2 separate regions of the Mus musculus genome follow, and region 1 is linked to region 2. Evidence: chromatin contacts called from public Hi-C data. All regions are on one chromosome and are shown on one strand. The core of a region is the stretch at or near the end of the contact, and the rest is flanking DNA. Distances in the headings are between cores, read along the strand shown.

Region 1 (4,265 bases), core at 1,575-4,074, 120 kb after region 2:
CACTAACCACCCCAACTCCTGACTTCTCAGGAAGTAACTGTGAGATCGGTCATCAAGGACATGCCTATATCCTTCCAAACTGCCTCTCTGGAAAAAAAGAAAGGAGATTCTGAGAAAGAAAGGTGATAGGGAGGACAGGGTACCTAGGAGTTCCCAACACTGAATGCATATTAAAGCAGCCAGTGCCTGCCTGTGCAGGACCAGGTAAGAGCTGCCGTGGGTCCACAAAGTATGGAACCGCTTGCCTCAGTTGACAAAGGAAAGCGTAGCGGGGGTACGTCAAGAGCAGTGAGCCCAGCACACATGTGGACTGGAAGCCTATCTCCCATGGCACTGTTAACTCAGTAGTAGAAGCTAATCTTTCAGGAAAATCATCTCTCAGGGCTCCAGCAATAGTTTTACATCTAAATCGTGCTAAGGAGATATAGCCTAACATGGTCAGATTTTCATCAGTGGCAGCTTTAGGCTAGAGCACAGCAGACTCTCGGGAGATGGCCTAACCCTTCCAAGCTCTTTGTCCAGACAGGTGACACACAGATCATTAGCATACCAGAGTCTTCATACTTCAACACCTTTCGCAAAACATCATGACCAAGAAGCAAATTGGGGAGGAAAGGGTTTATTCAGCTTACACTTCCACATTGCTGCTCATCACCAAAGGAAGTCAGGACTGGAACTCAAGCAGGTCATGGAGGGCTGTTTCTTACTGGCTTGCTCAGCTTGCTTTCTTATAGAACCCAGTACTACCAGCCCAGGGATGGCACCACCCACACTGGGTCCTCCCACCCTTGATCACTAATTGAGAAAATGCCCCACAGCTGGATCTCATGGAGGCACTTCCCCAACTGAAGCTCCTTTCTCTGTGATAACTCAAATTGACACACAAAGCCAGCCGTACAAACACTATCCTAGGTTAGAGCTAAGGGCTAGCTAGCTCTGTCCTGGAAAGGAGGGCATCTCACTTGTACAACAGGCAGGATGCTGTTCTCTGACCAAACCCATCAAGGCCTCAGTGAAAGCCAAACGAGGTTCAAACCGGACCTCTTAAAAGGGCTCACAAGAAAGAGATTCAATTGCAAACACTGAAAAAATAATCAACCTTAGAATAACCAAGAAAATGCAAATGAACAGTTAGGCGCCCAGTGCATGATGGATTAGGCTGCTGCCGACAGCACGCAATCAATCCTATCAGAAAGCAATTTGGCAACTCGTCCAAAGAGCAGACAAATGTTCAGAACTGACGACCTAAAAAGCCCTTGGTGGGTAAACCTAGCAAAAAAAGACAGAAATATGCCCACCATGGTGTCAGGTACAATAGTGAAACAAGATGCCCACCCCTCCTCCCAAAAGGCAAACAAGACCAAAGCCACAGCTTGGGGCTTGGGGCTTGGGGAATGGCTCAGCAGTGTGCTCGTGCAAACACAAGGACCTAAGCTCAGGGCTCTGAACTCCGGTGAAAAGCTGACGTGGTGGTGTGTACTTGCAGACTCAGCACTGGGGAGGTAGCAACAGAGGGATACCTGGGATTATCTGGCCAGCCCCTAATCCCAGTGAGAGACCCCATCTCAAAAAAATCCAAGATGAAACCTTTCCCCCCTGCAGGCTGTGTAGCACAGTACACTAAGACTGTGTGTGTTCAAAGAGCCTTCAATAACAGGGCCTGCCACTAAGTATCTTAGTACTCCTGGGCAAACACGGCACTCCTTCTAGAAAGATCACATGAGGAGTAAGTACAGCAAAGACAGGGAGGTTTAAAAGCAAATAAGGCTTAAAAGCATACACAGGGAGGAGAGTGGGGCGGGGGAAAGGGTGAGAGGGAACTGTGAGGCAGGACTCTCCACATGGCCTCTCTGAGATTTCCTTAGCCACCTGAAGAAAGAAGCCACACTAGCAAACACACCCCAGCACCCAGGCACAGGCGATGAGTGACAGCCATCAGTAAACACCACTGACCAGGTGTGTGTGGGGGGGGGGGGGGGGGGATGCGCACACTTGGACGTGTGTGTGCGCATGAGCATGACAGAAACAGAGAGCACTTCCTGTCCAGTGCACAGGCAGCTGTGAGGCTGTCAAGGCCTGCCTGCGCTCTGTGTTGTCTTGTAATTTGGGGACAGTCCCTGTCTCGGGAGAGAAGAAGGTCAACCCATCATCCTGACTAGGAAAGCGGAGAGATCAGTCCACTTAATGGTCCCTTGTCTACGCTTCGACAGCTAACAAGCACTAACTGCTTCGATGTCCTGTATAAACCACGGGGCACCTGAAGGGGATGACAAGGCTCCTGCCCTTGAGAAACACGATAGCCAGTGAAACGAAAACAGAACAGAGCTGCTTCTGAGGAGAAGGCACCAGTGACAAATACGAGACACATACTGGATGACGCCTGTTGCATTCATTAGGAAAAAAAAGGAAAATGGTCTCTCCCCCACCCCACCCCCATCTATTGGGAACAAGTGAAAGACCCTCAGTGGGGGGAGACAGAGCATGGAGAAATCCTGAGGTACAGGGCAGAGCCTGACCTGCTGTAGAAGGAAGCTCGAGACCCAGCAAGTGGCAGGTGAAGAGTCCTAGCTGCACAAGGGAAGGAAGCCACGGGAACACCACCTTGGGGCACATGACTATGCGGGACAAGGAGAGCAGGGTCCTGACCAAGCCAGGGGAAGGGGCAGGGCTACAGATTCTAGCCTGGAGCAGTCCTGTCTCTTTAGATTTGTTGGGTCAGGGGTTCATTCACAAATCTCACGGGAGTTGGGGGTGGTCACAGTCAGGCTAGAGAGTCAGGAGGATGGGGAGGGAGGGAAGGGGCAGGAAGGAAGAGACCCAGGCTGTGTCACCCCACTTAGAGACCTAAGCAGTCTGGAAGCTCACCCTATCTGTCACTGTCACAGAATCTCCCAGCAGTGAGCTATTCGCTGGGCAGCTTCCAGGTGCCCAGCTACTGACAGCTGCAAGAGAAGAACAAATGCAAACGTCTCTCAGCAGGAGGTCAGTGGAGCCGGCCACGTGCTGAGATGCTCCTGTGCAGCAGATCTAGGGGGTCTTCCCCAGCCTTCCTCACCACTCCTCCCATTATCCCAGTCCCCAACCCCTGCGGGCATTTCTCTAAGAACCCACCAGGCAAGCCAGCCAGAGAAGCAAGTAAGCTGATGAAGCATATAGGTGATCTCCACTCACCCTCCTCCCCTCCGTGTCCAATCCCCAGTGTCATCCCCAGCTCTGTAAACAGACTACTTGCTGTGGCCTCTCTACATACTCTGCCCCACCCCAAACCATTCACAGGGGACAGAGCAGATCTGGGTGGAATGAACGCCCTGCTTTCCTCCCTCCCGTGAACCCCCTTAACCACGCCTACATTATTCCCACTCCTAGGTGTCAGCTCCCAATACATAGACAAACTTTACACAGAACCTGCAGTGGCCACACTATCAGGATCCCAGGAGAACTCCCTACCAAACACACAGCCAGCACTCTCTCCTCAGAACAGAGAGGACAACAGAAAGCAGGGATCAAAACACCCACAAGACAAAGGCAAGGCCAGATAGGAGCACCTAGAATTACAGTCATTCCAATCCCAGATGCCTAGATGCCAGTGTAAAAGCACAATAACCGGACAGCATGTCTCCACGAGAGCCCAGCAACCCGACCACAGCGGGCCATGAATGCTGCAACACAGCTGAAGCACAAGGCAGAGACATTTAGTCTTTATGAGTATGATAGAAGTCCTAAAGAGAACGTGAATAAATAAAGGAAACCACCATAGCCTGGCAATGGTGGCGCACACCTTTAATCCCAGAATTTGGGAGGCAGAGACAGGTCGGTCTATGTGATTTCAAGGCCAGCCTAGTCTATAGAGTTCCAGGATAGCCAAAGCTATGCAGAGAAGCCCTGTCTCAAAAAGAAAGAAGGGGTGGGGGAAGGCAAGAAAAAGAAAGGAAGGAAGGAGGAAGGGAGGAAAGGAAGGAGAAAGGGAGAATGGAAGGAAGGAAAAGAAAAACAAAGAAAGAAAAACTGAGAAGAAATCCAGGTCAAAGGCACAGGAAGTATTTTCGACTAAATTACAGGAGAACATTTCCCCAGCCTAAAGAAAGACATGCCTGTCAAGGTGCAGGAAGCTTACAGAACACCAAATAGACTGGGCTGGAAAAGAAAGTCTCAACACACGATAGTCAAAACTCTAAATGTGCAAAACAAGAAAAACGATGGAAAGCTACAAATGGGGAAAGACCCTTTCTTAACGCAGACCTTAAGACTTACACCTGACTTCTGAA
Region 2 (4,312 bases), core at 494-2,993:
CCTAGGACTCCAAACACATGCCAGGCTGTGTGGTGGCTTTCTGAGTGTGGAGTGTTCACTGTGTCCCTTCGTGTGTGTCCAGTGCTCAGAGGAGCATCCTGGCTCTGTCAGGTGCAGCTCTTACTATCCCTGACTCATAGAGGAGGAAGCTGAGGAGCAGAGGTGCCGATGGCTTATCTCCTGGCTAATGGCTGACCAGCTGCACAGTGCAGGAACCTTGTATCTCAAGCAAAGCATGAACCTGAACAACTCTGTCCTCCCCTCAGAACTAAGCCAGAGCTTAGGCACTTTGCATATGCTACCTCTGCTTACACAGCAGCGAGGGAAATCCGATCTGGTCCTGACCCACAGAAGCTGTAGCGCAAAGAGATCACGTGGCTTGCCTTAGATGACAAGGCTAAAGAGCAGTAGGCAATCTGCTCTCGGGTCCTCACTGTCCGAAATGCAACATCATTCAGTGGGGCCATATATAGCCACACTAGACACAGCGATCTGAACCGGGCAAGGTTAAGCCTCAGAAGGACAGAGAGAGGAGGAGAGGAAGCACGAAGAAACACAGAAACAGTGCACACATCATGGGATAGGCTGCCATGATGGTCACAGCAACCACACACACAGAGCCTAGAAGGCCTTCCTGACATCTAAGCCTGGCATCCTCGAATCTGAGGTAAAGGCGTTGGGTGATGTGCCTTCTCTGGACTGAGCCACACCCCAATCCTATGCACACCACAAGGATAGCAGCTAGGCCACAACACCACCTATCTGCAGTGAGCTGCAACCTCTCTCGTTAGACACACACTTGTACCACACGGCGCTGTACTGGACCAGCAGGATCCAGAGGAAACACAACAGTGCAAATTTCCAGTTTCCTGTGTTAAGAAAAATCAAATGAACCCTGCAGAGACAGCCATGGCCCACTGCACCTCTCTATACATGCATCTGATCCCCAGTCACATGGCTCCTCTGGGCTCCCCAGGGGACCAGCTGCTCTGCTTCTGTGCTGTCCCAAGAACCCTGACAGAGGCTGGTAGTGAATCTTCACTGCTGTACTCCTTGCCAGAGTCTCAGTTCCTTAAAGATAGTCCCTAACTCACTTGATTTGCATTCCCAGAGCTAAGTCCAGTCCTTAATAGGTAGGCAGTCAATGAATATTTAATGAATGAGTAAGAATCAGAGGCTACATTGTAGTGCACTATCATTACAAAATAATTAAATGGGGAGGGTGTTTAATATAATGGAGTTCTGCAAGAGACAGCAATGGCACCCACAGTGCAGTATGACCATTTCATGCCACTTGGCTGCACACTTAAATGTGGTGATGGGTAAATCTGGTATTATGGGTATTGTAACCACAATGTCTCCAGAATTTTATCCAACTCTTAAAATATTTTTAGTTAACATACAAAATCATGGGTTTCACTATAACATCTTCACACAGAATCATCATGTCTTACTCAGATTTGCCTGAGTGTCTCCTTACAGCACAAAGGAGTGGCCTGTCTCACAGTGGCTGCCTTCCTAGCTTGGGCTGATGGCTCCACTCTCTTCCAGTGCCCACAGTGGAGAGGAAGCAGCCCCAGCTCGTGGGTGTCAGACCCTCTGGGTGTTGCTGCCTCTCTACCACCCTGCAGACTCTAAGCCTCATCGGATGCCATTTTAGCACCAAATCAAGCACCAAATGAGCGGTGGCTTTGCTGGGGGGGAAACGGCAGGAAGGATGTGGGCGGCAGGATGCGGGGACAGCAAATGCTTAAATGAAAGTCAACCCCAAGGGACTTGTCTGAGTCCTGAAAACCAGATGGGTCTGGCTATCTATACAGAATGCACCAAGCTTTGCCGTTAGTCATTATGGCCCCGCCTTCAATAAATCTCCTTTCAAGGATTGGAGAAGGGGGCACTCAGATTATAATTACCAATTCAGACCTCTCAGAATGGAGAAGGTTGGTGCAAAAACCTATTAACTCTGGGTCAAGAAGAAACAGGCAAAAAGAGAGCTGACTTGGAAATTACGGCAGGGTGGGGGTGGGGGTGAGTAAAAAAAGAGGACGTAGGATTAATTTTAGGATTAATTAACAAGTGCAAAGAAATTTTGAGAAACTAAAAATACCTTAACAAAAAGCAGAGCAGCTAACTTAAATTCTTAATGAACACAACAAATGGAGAAGTGAGGGAGGACGCACCCTTTAAATATCCCTCATCAAGGTCTGTGGCAGCACAGTTACCTCACATGCACATCTCAGGGCGCAGGGCTCGTGAGCCAGAGGCTCCAAGCAGCAGCGACGACGGGGACTCAGCCACACACTTCTAAAACTCCCCTCTCCTAACTTTCGAAACCAAACTTCAGTGAGTGGCTTTGCTTCGTGCTTAGCTTCTTCATCCCGGTGACCATTCAACACATAAAGCGTCTTTTGCCTATGAAACTTCTAGTAACCCGGTCAGGTCATAAAATACCACACTGGTAAATTCAGCAAACTCTTTACACGTTCCCCTCCCTAGATTGTGCTGTTTCTACGGACTGTCCTTTGCTTTCTGTAATGTCTTTTTCGTCTTTGGTCTCTCCCAAGCATCTTTGCAAGTCCTCCGATACAGGGGTCAGCAAAATTGCAGCAGTAGCCCCGTTTCCTGTTCCAGAGTCTCCTTTGAGTGGCTGCCTCAGTTTAGGGAAACTTCCCTTATCAAGGATAGCAGTTCTATGTCTACTTCTGGCTCACACTCATTTAGACAGCAGCCACTGCCCTCTAAGACCTGCCTGGGTAGCACGGCAGCTGCAGACAGCTGCAGAATGAGCACATCCACCATGCCCCGCCCTCCAGAGCCACCAGATGAAAACAGAATCTCCCCTGCCTTGGCCTAATGGTCCCTAAGACCTGTCAATCACATTGCCACAACCTTCTTCTGCCCCACTCCAAACCATTCCAAGCACAAAGTTCAAGTTCATGTCTTGTCTCAGCTTTCCCAACAGCAGGTTCCAGTCTCCTCCCTGCAGTCTGCTGTAAGTGCAACCGTAATTCTGGGGCGTGAAGACTACAAAGCCTCCGTCAGTCTGGCCCTGGTGGCAGCCTTCAGGTCACATTGTAAGTGTGAGTACAGTATGAACTGAGTGCTGGAAGTAGTCTCCAGTGCTTCAAGTCTGGGCATGAACGCTTCTACTATTCTCATCTGACGGATGAGGAAAGCAAAGTCTGGGGAGTGGAAAGAATTTCCTGAGTTAACGTGACCTTTGGTAACAGCTTCAGCATCCACAAAAGTGACCTGCCTGGAAACTGCGTTCTCTGCTCCCCTGATGCCCTTGTCGTCCACTGCCGTAGCCTCGTACCGCGTCTCCTGCTTCTCCTGGACCAGTGCTCACCACCACAGCATCTGACCAGACCACTCCCCTTCTGCAGCTTATCTTGTTTTGGTTGCTTCTCTGTGCAACCCCAGTGCCTGCAGCGTAGGCTCGCTCTTCCCTGGAAGTCTTGGTGGACACACCATGGGTCTCCATTGTGAAAGCCACCTTCACTCATGCATGCTGACTGGGGACCAGCGTGGTTAGAACAGAAACCTCAAGTGATGAGTCCCCATCTTGTTGTCTAGTAGACAAGATAGAGCACAGACCAGAATGAACCCCCGAGTGTGCTTCAGGCTAATGGCTCCATTCCTGAGGGGGCCAGCAGATACCCATAGCAAGGACAATGACCCCAGCTTTTAATTAGCACTTACAAGAAAGCTTCCTGCTGCAAACATATCCTTCCTCTCAGTCTGTGAGGTGAAAAATCAGAATGTCAATGTAAGAGTCTTTCCTCCTTGACGTATGAACTCCCTGGGATTATATCCCCAGTCATGGTACAGAGCTAGGAATAGAAAGGAAAAAAAAACAAAAACTGAAGAGAAGGGTTCACAGGAGGGACCTGTTCAAAATGAACCTGGGAGCAGGTGACCCAGGACCCTGGGAACAAGGAAGGAAGGAGGGACTAGGCCCATGCATAAAAGAAGGAAAGAAAGCCAGGTGGTCATCCAGGAGGCAGCAGGCTCAGTGATGTCAGACAGGTAGAAGGAAAAGAGATGTCTAATCGCCAAGTATCTGATGATTTATAATTTTCAATATTTTTTGCTGCTATTGAAGGTGAAGATGACATAAAACTAACTATGTTCAAATGGAAAATTCAGTGGCACTAAGTATGTTCATGGTAGGGTGCAACCTCTGCCGCTCACCAACCTTTCACCCCAAAAGGAAAGTGCTTATCTACTAGGCAACTGCTCCTGGATCCCCAGCCAGGCCCTGTGGCCTACACAGCTCCCCAGTTTCTGTGGATCTGCATAGTCAGAAGAT

Evidence for each region. Hi-C and Micro-C count contacts between places; a contact is called where the count stands out from the background.
Region 1: a contact with region 2 is called in a Hi-C map of pre-B cells, with 2.7 times the contacts expected there. The contact joins two enhancer-like sites. A contact is called at or near these places in 1 of 15 datasets of contacts at CTCF or cohesin (pro-B cells), 3 of 484 Hi-C or Micro-C datasets (the C10 cell line, the HPC-7 cell line and pre-B cells), 6 of 115 datasets of contacts at active chromatin or transcription factors (the 230-238 cell line, the HPC-7 cell line, T-cell acute lymphoblastic leukemia and 3 more) and 1 of 9 other capture datasets (embryonic stem cells).

The regions. Positions count from the first base shown.
Region 1 is chr15:72,984,542-72,988,806 of GRCm38.p6, forward strand. The region is part of intron 8 of Trappc9 (trafficking protein particle complex 9); the gene reads right to left. Among named protein-coding and RNA genes, the nearest start is that of Gm31665, 15 kb to the left of the region's middle. Within about 2 kb of position 2,825, at least 51 of the 459 cell types and tissues checked have an H3K27ac peak or open chromatin away from gene starts, as enhancers often do. A contact at or near this core is called in the HPC-7 cell line, pre-B cells and pro-B cells, where this site is marked.
Region 2 is chr15:72,863,943-72,868,254 of GRCm38.p6, forward strand. The region is part of intron 16 of Trappc9 (trafficking protein particle complex 9); the gene reads right to left. Among named protein-coding and RNA genes, the nearest start is that of Gm41343, 34 kb to the left of the region's middle. Within about 2 kb of position 1,744, at least 86 of the 459 cell types and tissues checked have an H3K27ac peak or open chromatin away from gene starts, as enhancers often do. A contact at or near this core is called in the HPC-7 cell line, pre-B cells and pro-B cells, where this site is marked.